2 separate regions of the Sus scrofa genome follow, and region 1 is linked to region 2. Evidence: chromatin contacts called from public HiChIP or PLAC-seq data. All regions are on one chromosome and are shown on one strand. Each heading gives the region's core, a stretch centred on a gene start, on an enhancer-like site or on the middle of the called end of the contact. The rest is flanking DNA. Distances are from core to core; before and after follow the strand shown. Region 1 holds the start of C13H21orf91 (protein EURL homolog). Region 2 holds the start of BTG3 (BTG anti-proliferation factor 3).

The links. HiChIP or PLAC-seq counts read pairs in DNA pulled down with a chosen protein or histone mark.
Region 1: a contact with region 2 is called in an H3K27ac HiChIP or PLAC-seq map of skeletal muscle. The contact joins the promoter of C13H21orf91 here to the promoter of BTG3 in region 2. A contact is called at or near these places in 3 of 5 promoter capture datasets (fetal liver and liver), 4 of 47 Hi-C or Micro-C datasets (heart right ventricle and liver) and 2 of 2 datasets of contacts at active chromatin or transcription factors (alveolar macrophages and skeletal muscle).

The regions. Positions count from the first base shown.
Region 1 is chr13:182,405,954-182,411,999 of Sscrofa11.1, reverse strand. C13H21orf91 (protein EURL homolog) reads left to right here and starts at 2,938. Exons shown (of 5, transcript XM_003483342.4): 1 at 2,938-3,057; 2 at 3,976-4,109. The coding sequence starts at 3,983. It overlaps CHODL (chondrolectin), which reads right to left and starts at 2,880. Exons shown (of 10, transcript XM_013981213.2): 1 at 2,721-2,880; 2 at 433-467.
Region 2 is chr13:182,225,254-182,230,978 of Sscrofa11.1, reverse strand. It overlaps BTG3 (BTG anti-proliferation factor 3), which reads left to right and starts at 2,981. Exons shown (of 5, transcript NM_001097517.1): 1 at 2,981-3,225.

The DNA of each region.
Region 1 (6,046 bases), core at 1,689-4,188, 180 kb before region 2:
CTATGTTACTTACATATCCTCACTATGTGAACATCTTTGGGAAGCTATTCTGACTACCACACTCAACAAAGTCACTTTAAAATGTTCAGTATCCAATCAAAGCATATCACATTAGAAGCAAGAAAATATGACTCATACCCAGGAGGGGGAAAAAAAATCTGTTAATAGAAACAGGCAGCACATTAATATAAAAACAGAGGAGGTAAAAATTTTAAAATGAGAAAAAATACATATGAAAACACTAATCACAGAGAGCAGGAGATTAATGTCAGTGAACGTAGATTTCAGGAGAATAATACCAGAGATAAAAAGCTGTATAGTGATAAAAGGGTCAAATCATCAAGAAGACAAAACAGTCCTAACAATGCAAAATGGAACGACCACTTGGGAAAGCAGTTTGGCAATTTCTTTTAAAAGTAGGTGTACACTTACCATATGACTCAGCAATTCCACTCCTAGGTATTTACCTAAGAGAAAGAAAATATAAACAAACAAAAAGTTTTACATTAGTATTTATAGCAACTTTATAGTAGTCCCTAAACTAGAAACAATTCAAGCATGCATAAACAATTAAGTGAATACATAAACAAACTGTGGAATATCATCCAGCAATAAAAAAGGAAGTACTATTACAAAACATCATTGTGAATCTCAAAAACACGCTGACTGAAAACAGTCAATCACAAAAGAACACATACTGTTTAATTCCATGTACATAAAGTTCTAGAGCAAGTAAACTTGCCTTTAGTGACATAAATTAGATCAGATATTGGGAGGGACCTTGACTGAGAAGGGGGATAGGGAAATTTGGGGTTGTGGAAATTTTCTCTATCTTTTTTTTTCCTTTTTAGGGCCGCACTTGCAGCATATGCAAGTTCCCAGGCTAGGAGTGGAACTGGAGCTGCAGCTGCTGGCCTACACCATAGGCACAACAATGCCAGATCCAATCTGCAACCTACACTGCATTTCACCACAGCTGGCAGCAACAAGAGTACTAACCCACTGAGCGGAGCCAGGGATGGAAACCGCATGGTCATGAATATAATCGGGTTTGTTACTGCTGAGCAGCAACAGGTACTCCAGAAATATTCTATATCTTGATTGTGGTGCCGGATATACTATTGTATACATTTGACAAAACTCTGGGACTGTATTTTTTTAACTTTATACATCGCGGTATAACTTACAGAAATAAAATTTTCCTGTTTTAAAAGTAAAAATAAAAAACAAGCTAAGAAGGAAAATTAAAGGGATAATTTTAAATAAATTTTAAGGGGAGTTCCCATTGTGGTGCAGCAGAAATGAATTCGACTGGTAACCATGAGGTTGCCGGTTGGATCCCTGGCCTCCCTCAGTGGGTTAAGGATCCAGTGTTGCCGTGAGCTGCAGTGTAGGTCACAGATGTGGTTCGGATCCTGTGTTGCTGTGGCTGTGGTGTAGGCGGGCAGCTGTAACTTCAATTCGCCCCCTCGCCTGGGAACCTCCATATGTCTTGGGTGCGGCTATAAAAAGCAGAAAAAAAAAATTAAATTTTAAGGGAAATTAAAAGGGTAAATGCCACAGAAAGAGATAACCTTAAGAAATGAAGACTTGCTCCATACAAGGAAACTGATTTTAGAAAGCACTTTCAACGAAAAGATGAGTAGAATCCAAAATACAAGATATTTTAGTCATATTGATCTAGAATGTGAAATTCAAATAGAAAACACACACACTATTCTATTTCAATTACATCGTCTCAAACAAATGTACACAGGAATCAAGACCTGGGAATCCTGTTAAAATGCAGGTTCTGATCAGAAGTCTTGGCTGAGACTTGATCGTCTACATTTCTAACAAGATACCAGGAAAGTGAGGCCATTGAGGCTGGTTCATTTCCTACACTTTATGTAGCAAGAACACAGATCACTTCTCTTAGTCACTGATGGTTTACATCAAATGCAAATTTGATCTAGAAATTCTCAAGATCTGTAGAATCCATTCCTACCACCAATCACATGTAGGTTAACATCCTAATCCCCTTCCTCTGTGTTAGTGTATCCGATACAGTGTAACCAATACAGAGCATTTGTGATGCTCTGGAAAATAACCATCGGCAGCCTTGTGTTCAAGTCCCAGCTGTTTCTAACCAACTGATAATCTGGTAGTCATTTTTCGGATGCCAAAAAAAAAAAAAAAAGAGAGAGAGAGAGAGAGAGAACTCTTCTCTTTTCTCTTCTCTAGACTGAAGTTTACAATAGAAAATGTAAGTGAAAGTATTACATGAATTATAATCTTTAAAAAATAAGAATGGCATAAAATGTCAAGCCAAGCCGGAAAAGATCTTAAGTGCCACAGTTTTTTTAAATGAGAGGTGGGGCTCCGGGATTATCCTCGTGGGCGTACAAAGAATGAGCCGTATTTCAGGGGAGGGGCGCCCCATTTCTATAACAATCTGTAAAAAAAATAAGGTTCTGAATTTGAAATTATCTCCAAATTATGAAACCTGAAACATGAACTCTTCCCTCATTAGATACTTCAACTGGTACATAACTGAAAGTTCAGCGACACTATTTTGCTCCAGTCTACCGATGTCACACAAAGTTCTACCCGCATCTCAGTCCCTCGCTCGCATACACTCGCCTCTTTTCTGCCCCCGCCCCCCGCGGCCCCCGCCCGGGGGCAGCAGTTTCCACTACGCGAAAAGGGGGAGGTGGTAACGGACTCCTCTATCTACTTGCCTCGAGGAGGGGGCGTGTGAGGAGCCACCTTCCGCAGAACGGTAAGGGACCTGAGCCCAGAGACCCAGAAGCAGGAGAAAATCCGAGTTGAGAACTCGGCGTCGGTGCAGCAGGGGGGCGGGGGGCAGCCGGCGCTGCTGAGCTAGCGCGCAGCTCTCCTCTGGGCCGCGCCGCCCCTCCATCCCCCCCAGAGCCTCGGAGGGATGGCACCGGCGGGAGGGGGCGGGGCCGGTGCGCGGCCGTCTTCGCTGCCGCTGCCGCCCGCGCTGCGGCCGGAAACAATAGTGGAAGAGTCCGAGCCGCGCGGATCGGCTGCGGCGGCGCGCGAGGCTGGACGGTAAAGACCCCGCTGCCCTGACCCCGACCCGCCTGCGCCCGGGTCCCCGGCCCCGCGGTCCCGCCGCCTTTGCACTCTGAGCTCCGTGGACCCTGGCGCTATTCCGCGCCTGGCGCCAGGGCGGACGGTCAAAGAGACGTCCGGGGACCGCGGCACCCCGAGGGTCAGCCGCTTGCCCCCAACCCCAGAGACCGGGAGGGAACCCGGCTCCCCGAGGCGCCCAGTCTGGGCGGACTGGCTGCGGTGGCCCTCGAACGCTTTCTCCCTGAGTGGGATGAAGCCCGGGGCGAAGGGACACGGCAGTCCCGTCCCGTCTGCCAGGCTCCGGGACCCTTGGCCTGGCCTGGCCACCCCGCCTCCGGCCGTGCCAAGCAGCACAGCGGAGCCGCTGCCGGGCCTTCCGTGTGGATGCTTTGGACACAGGCGGGACCCACTCCCCAGTGTTCGCTTTTCCACGTGCATTTTCCTGCCTCGGATCTCAGGATAGGAAACCTCGCCACGCCGAGCTAGCGAAACGCATCTCAGGTTCCCACAACGAAGTTAGCGAAGCAGTGTCCCGAGCGGATTGTTCTCCCTACGTTTAACAGGGTGAAGTAGGTTGCGGACCCTGAGAGCTGCATAGGCCTCTCTACTAAGCTCTTTCTTTCTGTGCCTCGTCCGCGATGGGGTGGGGGCGGACTAGAATACCTGAAAACTGCTTTCTGGCAGATATCCTCAATCAAAAACAGGACCAAGAAAGGTACTTAGGCATAGTGTGACTTAATAAAAGTGAAATATTTAAGTACAAGTATGGCGATGTTTGATGGGGCTGTTGTATTAGATAAATTGAGCAGCGTCCTCTCTTCCTAGAAGTTCCTGATGTTGCTGTAATGGCGAGTTCTTGAAATTGTGTAACTTTCCTTTTTTGTTTCTTAATAGGGACACTATGAACGAAGAGGAGCAGTTTGTAAACATTGATTTGAATGATGACAACATTTGCAGTGTTTGTAAACTGGGAACAGATAAAGAAACACTCTCCTTCTGCCACGTTTGTTTTGAACTAAATATTGATGGTAAGGATACAGTATAGATTCATTTTATGGCATGACCTTTACAGAACTACTTTATGCTGAACTAGTTATAAGGTTAAACTAAAGTTTCTTGAATGGTTGGAAATTTTGTCACGTATGTAGTGTGGAGATCTGTTAAAGATAAGGGTTTCTGGAAATGAAGCTGAAGTTAACACAGCTGTGAATTTAAGAGAAACCTTTTTTTTTTTTTTTTAACTCCCACAGTATTAATCACAGTTTCGATAATGTAAAAATGAAGTATGAGTATTGATTGGTAAACTTTACCGGTTTGGGAGCTTAAGTTGTCAGATTTTAACAAACTCTGTGAATGTGTGTTTTAATATTAAGAACTAAGGTAACCAAACATATTGATAGGCAAGTGTAATTTTATTCTTTCGGCCTAACATGCTAGTACTTAATTGAGGTGAACTAGAACTTTTTTTCCCCAGAGCTATCTTATCTGGAAAACATTTAAAAAAATTTAGATAACCTCTTTTATACACACTTTTAATAATTTTTAAGCTAAAAAAGCCTTTAAAATTTCTTCAGAGTATATGGAAAAGAGTTCTATAAGTAATTTTTTAAAAAATCTCTATTACTGAAAATATTCGTTTGAGTTGGTGTACAGTTGATGTTCCTATGGATAGCCATAGTTTGTCCCTAAGAAATGCGTGGGATATGTTCTTGATGTTGCTGTGGTAAATTCTAATTTTTAAATATTTATGAGTCACACTAAGAAGAATCTTACTATTCTGGCAATAGAAAAAGTTTGCCTGCCATTTGAATTTTGAATTGTAACATTTCAGTAGAGAGATTTTGTTAGACCTTTAATTTTCATTATCTTGTTCTATTTATTAAGTAGGAGATATCAAATGTTCTTTCAGCCAAAGAAAAAAAAATAGGATTATCTACCTTGAGATTTCTATATTAGGACTTGTTTTTCAGAAATTGTTGTAGGTACCAAATTAATATATTTAGAATCTTGGTAGTAAAAGTCAAAATTATAACTATCAGTAGACTACTAAAACATGTAGAGTTAATTATATGACATTCGTTTTCCATTTAAAATCATATTGGCTATGACAGTTTTGCCATTGTACTGAGAAGAATTAGAGTTGCTAAACATGGTAATGGATGCAAGATCATGGATTTCCCATGGGTTGTGTAGAATACGTATAGCTTTGTCTTTAGTAAATGTAGTAACTAATTTCAAAGGGATGACGTAATACGATTCTTCTGTAGCATTTAAATTACTGTGTCCTTAATCATGCTAGAGTGTAAGATCTAAATGCACATTCTTTAGAAAAAGAGTTGGCCCTATATATTCTTTTACAATGTAAATTTAAATTTTAGGTGGGCAAAGGCATTAAAAATGACCCAGTGCAAACCTGTATTTACATTGAGGGAAACATGACAACCAGGTAGCTGGTAGTTGGACTGTTCAAGGTTGTCTAGTGGTGATGCAAGCTGTTGTTATGTGCCAGACACAGAACTAAGCCCTTACATGGATTATCTTATTCAACTCAAAATAGCTCTGGAATGGCTACTGTTTTAAAGTTGATGAAGCTTCACCTTCAAGACTTAAAAAATGTACTTTGAAGTTGCACAGCAATAAATAACAGTGCTAGGCTTTGAAGCCTGGCAATCTAGTTCTAGTATATTTGATTTTAATTCCATTGATCTACAGTCAATAGTTATTTTATTTGATAGGGCTAATATTAGAAACCTGTTTTCCTGAATCCTAATTGCTGTTCTTGATACACAGTTGGCCAACTTTTCCTAACCAGTGCTTCCTGCTAAATCATCATTAGTGGTGTTCATACTGTGATAGAATTTTTCTGCAAAAAACTGAACTTTCATATTTGCTTCTCTAGCCTTTTTTTTTTTAAATGCCTTTTAACTGGTTCTTCATCATTATGTAGAGAAGATACAAATAGTCC
Region 2 (5,725 bases), core at 1,732-4,231:
ATAATGAAGATTACAAATTTTCTTTATGTTTATTTTTTTAAAACCACCGCAAGTTTATGGGTATTTAAGAAGCTGAAGCAAGGAAAGTAGATTCAATTTCTTTTAATTCAGCCAAATGGTAAAGTCCTGGAAATTTCTGAAGAAATATATAGAAGTGTTTTTAGAATTAAAAGGTTTTAAATCCCACTTGGTAGACCTCCAATGGCCCTCAAAGGCTGCACAACTTCCCTGATGTTGTGTGACAGAACTCTGTCCACTATAAAAGTGATGGTTTTGTATTCAGATTCAGGATTGACATGTGAATTGAAAAAGAGTAGATGAGAGTGTTTTCAATGCTGAACTTCTCTGAGTTCAAAGGAATAACATATTTGAAAGAGTTACAGAGTTACTTAGTGAAAAATAAGTTCTGATTTTGGAAGCTATTCATAGATTTTGGCGATTGTGTGTTGTGGTCTCTGAGACTTTGGGATACTACCACAAGATGTGTGTGATTGGCTTGTTTTCAAAAGAAACAGCTTGTGCTAAAAGCAAACTACACCTATTAACACACAATCATAGTGATAACGTTGAAAAGAAATTAGCTGTGAAAGGGAAAATACATATTAATGTGTAATTGAATCAACTCTGTTCCTCTCTTCCAACCTCCTAAAGACGAGGGTCCTGACTTGAGACCAACTCCTTTGGGTTTTTGTGATTCTGAATCAGGAGGAAAGCAAGCTAGGGCAAAAGATCTAATGCACACAGCCATGGTTGGAGAAGAGCAGGGTATTTTGAAAGGCAGGCATACAAGCATCTACCTTGTGTGAGAACAGTGAATGAAGAGAAAGGTATTTAAGATATGTTTGTTATTTATCTGCTTTGAAGTGTTCAGAGGATGAGCTTTTTTGGAGGGTTTTTTTTGGGGGGGGTCTTTTTAGGGTCACACCCATGGCATATGGATGTTCCCAGGCTGGGGGTTGAATTGGAGCTGCAGCCGCTGGCCACAGCCACAGCAACACCAGGTCCAAGCCTCATCTTCGACCACAGCTCAAGGCAACACCAGATCCTTAACCCACTAAGCTAGGCCAGGGATGGAACCTGTGTCCTCATGGATACTAGTCAGATTAGTTTCCACTGCCCATGATGGGAACTCCCAGACCATGAGAATTTTTAAAAAGTTACTTTGGGAGTTCCCGTGGTGGCACAGTGGAAATGAATCTGACTAGGAACCATGAGGTTGTGGGTTTGATCCCTGGCCTTGCTCAGTTGCCTTGAGCTGTGGTGTAGGTCACAGAAACGGCTAGGATTTGGCATTGCTGTGGCTCTAGCACAGGCCAGCAGCAACAGCTCCAAGTGGACCCCTGGCCTAGGAACCTCCATATGCCTCAGGTGCAGCCCTAAAAAAAAACAAAGGGCAAAAGACAAAAAAAAGTTATTTTGAAATTAGCTATCAGGTATTTGCCTGTGTGTTTTGAACATAGTACTGCTCTAAGACTGGACCATGTGGATGACAGACTTATAAACATCATACAAAATACTAATCTATATTATGGAAATTCTGCACAAGTCACTTTATGTTAAAATATTATCTCTCACAAGGAGAAAATGTTAAATAAAAGGGAATGCACTTCAAAAAAAAAAAAGCTATAGAAATTTATGCACAAATTCTGAGTAATGTTTGTCACTGCCTAGCTATTTTATGATATTGTAGAGAGAAAAACCTTCATCAATAAAATAACCTGAGAATGAAAACATCTTCATACCTCCTAGAATAGACTAGGGTGTATGTACCAGTATCTTCTTTAAACTGACCAGTAAAGTTTATTGTACTGTTTTGGGAATTGAACATTTTTTTTTTACCACCAAAAAAACTGACATTTTGAATTATAAAGAGGCTCTACTCACCGTTAGTAGTAAAAATTTAAAATATTCATAGAATGGGGCCAAAAACATGCTCCCAGACCTAGGGGGCAGTGAAATATCTGGTCAATGTATAACTTGAACAGTCAGTTCTTGAGTAATTTACAATACGTTTTGGCTAGAAACAGTGAAGGCTAGCACTCTTTTTAATTTTTAAAAAATAGTAGAAATATTTTGTATTTTTCTGGCTTGTTTGATGTATTAAAGTGCTTTCACAAAACCAATAACGCGGTGCCAACTCAATATAAAAAATTGGAAAGATATTTCTCCTTTTCTTCAGAAAGTTAATGTACCTATTCCATCTTTGTATTTACTCAGAGATTAAGCTTTATCTGGAAGTCCTTGACTAGAAGTCTGGGAAACAACGCTTGGACTTTGAACGTGTCATTCAGCCGACATCCCTGGAGCCCCTCCTTTGTTTAAGACACGGTACTCAGTGCCAGGCTGGGACACAACAGTCCACAGGAGGCACTCGCTGCACTGAGGGAGCCACCTGCCCGAACTGTGAAGGGCCCAACTAGGACTTCTAAACAAACTGAAATATCACAGGGCGCCTGCATCGTTGACGTGCTCGTCATCATCACAGCAAAGAAGAAGGTCTGTCCACAAAAACAGTCTCCCTTCCGTCTAATGGCCCAGCACCCTCCAACCCGCCCAGAAACCCCGGGTCTGGAGAGATGGACCGCTACAGAGGAGGGTCTAGCACTCGCCCTCCCAGCCTTAGGGTGTCAGGGTGCAAGGTAACAAGGAGAAACGAGAGGTGGAAGCAGAGGCCCAGGCAGCCGAGGGGAAGGGGCTCATGCGACCCCTCGAGGCGCTGCAGCAGGTAGGGCGGGTTGCCTAGGGACCGCTCGGCCCTCAGCTCCAGGGCAACCCGAGGAGGAAAGCTCCCGACGCCGGGAACCTAGCCGTCGGACTGAGCGTCTGCGCCGCGAGTTATACAGCCGAAGAGTGCGTCGCTGTCCGCCCCGCGTCTCGGGGGCGGGGCCTCAGCCAAGCTCCGCCTCCTGCCTCTCCCCCCAGGAGCGCGAGCCGGTCCCGCGCAGCGCCAAGCCTTTCCCGGGTCATCGCCCCTCCCCTCTTCCGGGCCGCGAGCCCCCCGCGCGCCGCTTCAGAACCGCGCTCGTTCGCTCGCGCGCGCCCGCCCTCACTGCGCGCGCTCCGCCGCCCGACGACGCGGGAGCAGCACGCGCCGGACTAGGCTCGCTGCGCTCCCTGTCGCCCTGCGCCTGCCGGCTAAGGCGGCGTCCTCGATTCTCGGTCCGGAGACGGTCAGGCAGCCAAATCTGTAGTCCGAGAGCGGCGGCGGCGGCGGCAGCAGCATTGGTGAGGAGACCGGGCCGGGTGGAGGCGGATATGGGGGGGGCTGAGGGCATCGGGAGGAGGGTGGTCCGGGCGCCCTTGCGGCCACGTCGAAGGCTCGCGGGCGGGCGGCGCGCGGGGGAACCGGGAGGAGCGCGGGATCGAACCGGTTTACATGGGCTCCGGTCCGGCGCGAAGGAAGGGCTGGGGACTGAGGGGGGGGCAGCCCGCAAGGACCCTCAGCGGCATCGCGACGGAGGAGACGCCGTCTCGAGGCTCCTGCCACGTTTCCACCGCGCGTTACCTTCCGCACGGGGTGGGCGACAGCCCGGCGCCTTCCCACCCCACCCCCCTTCCGTGTCCGTGGGTTTTCTGGAGCCGCGACTCGGGTTGCTGTCAGAGGGGTCGCGCCTGAGGGGAGCCCGGTCCTCGAACCCAGGGCCATCGGAGGCTCCGGAGCCTGCTGGGGGCGGCGAGCCCCGCCAGGCCGTTCGGGGGGAGGAAGGGGACGAGGCTCCCGGGGCCCTGGCCCTGAACTCGGGGAAAACCGCGATTGCAGAAGTTGGACGCGCTGCAGGCCCTTCTTCCAGGAGTGGGTAGAGATGCTTGATGCCTACTCACCTATCACTCTCCAAGCCCAAGCGGGGTGCCGAGCGACCGGCTCTGATGGGTCACACACCCCAACTCCCGGCCCCGGGGGAGTCCCAGCTCCCGGGGTCCAGAGCCCGCCTGGTATCGCCGCGGAGGCCGGGCAAAGGCTCATCACCCCCTAACCCTCCTCCCGCCCCCCTGCCCCGGGGCCAGGTCCCTGCTTTCTCCACCTTGGCAACGTCTGTCACGCGGGGCACTTGCTTCTAGAAACGGTCGCGAATAGCTTTTCGTGACAAGGGAGGGAAAAGTACAAAGTTATAAACTCCTGGAAGGCAGGGCTTGGTTTTCCTTTGGGTTCTCTGCGCGCCGCCGGGAGCAGAGGAGCCTGTGGAACAAAGTAGAACTTGAGGAGCAGCCGCCGTGGTGACTACGTCCCAGGATGACGTCACCGTGCGATATTTAAAATGGGAGCTTTTCGCTCCGAGTGTGGGCGGAGAAATTGAGGCTACTTAACTCCTGGCGCCTGAGGTCTTCATGGCCCTCCTTGCTTCTGGTTTCTCTCTCCCTGACTTTATAACTCTCCCCTCTAGAAGTACCCCTTGGGTCCTCCTAGAACATTGACTAGTGGGGGTGGGTTAAATTGTCAGCTATTCCAGGCATCATTCCTTCAAACTGAAGGGGAAAAAAAAAAGTAATTCCATATGACTCATCTTGTGTTACAACCAAAAGCAACCACTAAGTGGTTCTTTCCGTCCTTTCTTCCTTTTATTCTTTGATATGAAACGGGGTTGGGGGGGAGGAACAAAACCCGAAACTCAGTTATGTAGAACATAGTTGGTGAGTTTAATGATGGAGGAGAATGAGCTAGTTAGGAATTGAATACATTTCTTTAGTGTGGTTCCTTGTTTTCTTTGGTGGGGTGGAGGCTAATGTAGTTCCATCAGCAACTTTCATCCTAAACCATATATTAAATTGCAGTGGGTTTTCTTTTCCATCATAAAGTGGTAGAGTATAAATATAGCTTTATAAGTGGAAATGGCTGACTTTTTTCAAGAGGAAGCTGCACAGCAGTTGTTGAGGCCTGGGGTTGTGTGCAGCTCAGTACCTGGTGCCTCGTAGCTGGCTACAGAAGGTGGATTTGGCATTCTAGTGTTCCAGGAGGAAGGTTTGGGTATCTTCCCATCTAGGATCAGGATGGCTGTGGCTGCCAGCACACCTCTCAAATAACATATAGAATTTATTTCACACTGAGATCCCTTGTTTGAGTTTTCACAAGGAGTATGCAGGAATCATGCAAAAAGACTTTAAGAGCGGGTTTGAGAAAAGGAAGCTAACAGAGTCCGCTTTATTTTTTAGATGTGGAAGAACACAAACAGTATGCTAGGTTAGTCATTTTTTTACACCAAACATAGCAGGGGCTGTATATCTTTAATAATTGGCCCTGAAAAGGTGATGTTGCTTAGTAAATGCAGCATCTGAATAACTCCAAGTTACTTACAGCAGCCAAATGAATGAGCTCATCGTGTAAAGACAGAATATACATCGAAACAATCCCAGTACGGGTTTTTGCCTTTATGGATTAATCAATGATAAATCAGATCTGACATTTAAAGAGTCCTTCTTGAGGCAGTTCCAAAATGCAGCTGAATCTGTGATTATTTCTTTTAGTTTGATTTTCTGTGGATGACCCTGAGTTTTTATATTTTGATAGTGTGGGGCTTTTTAAATCATATTTTTTAGGTAACTATATCACTGTTCCTGAAAGAATGCTTACAGAAACTCGATATTGGAATTTTTTCTTTGTGTATAATACCTTTATTGAAGTATAATTCACATTCTGTACAGTACACTCATTTAAAATGTATAGTTTTTTGGGAGTTCCCATTGTGGAAATGAATCTGACTAGGAACCATGAGGTTCCAGGTTCGATCCC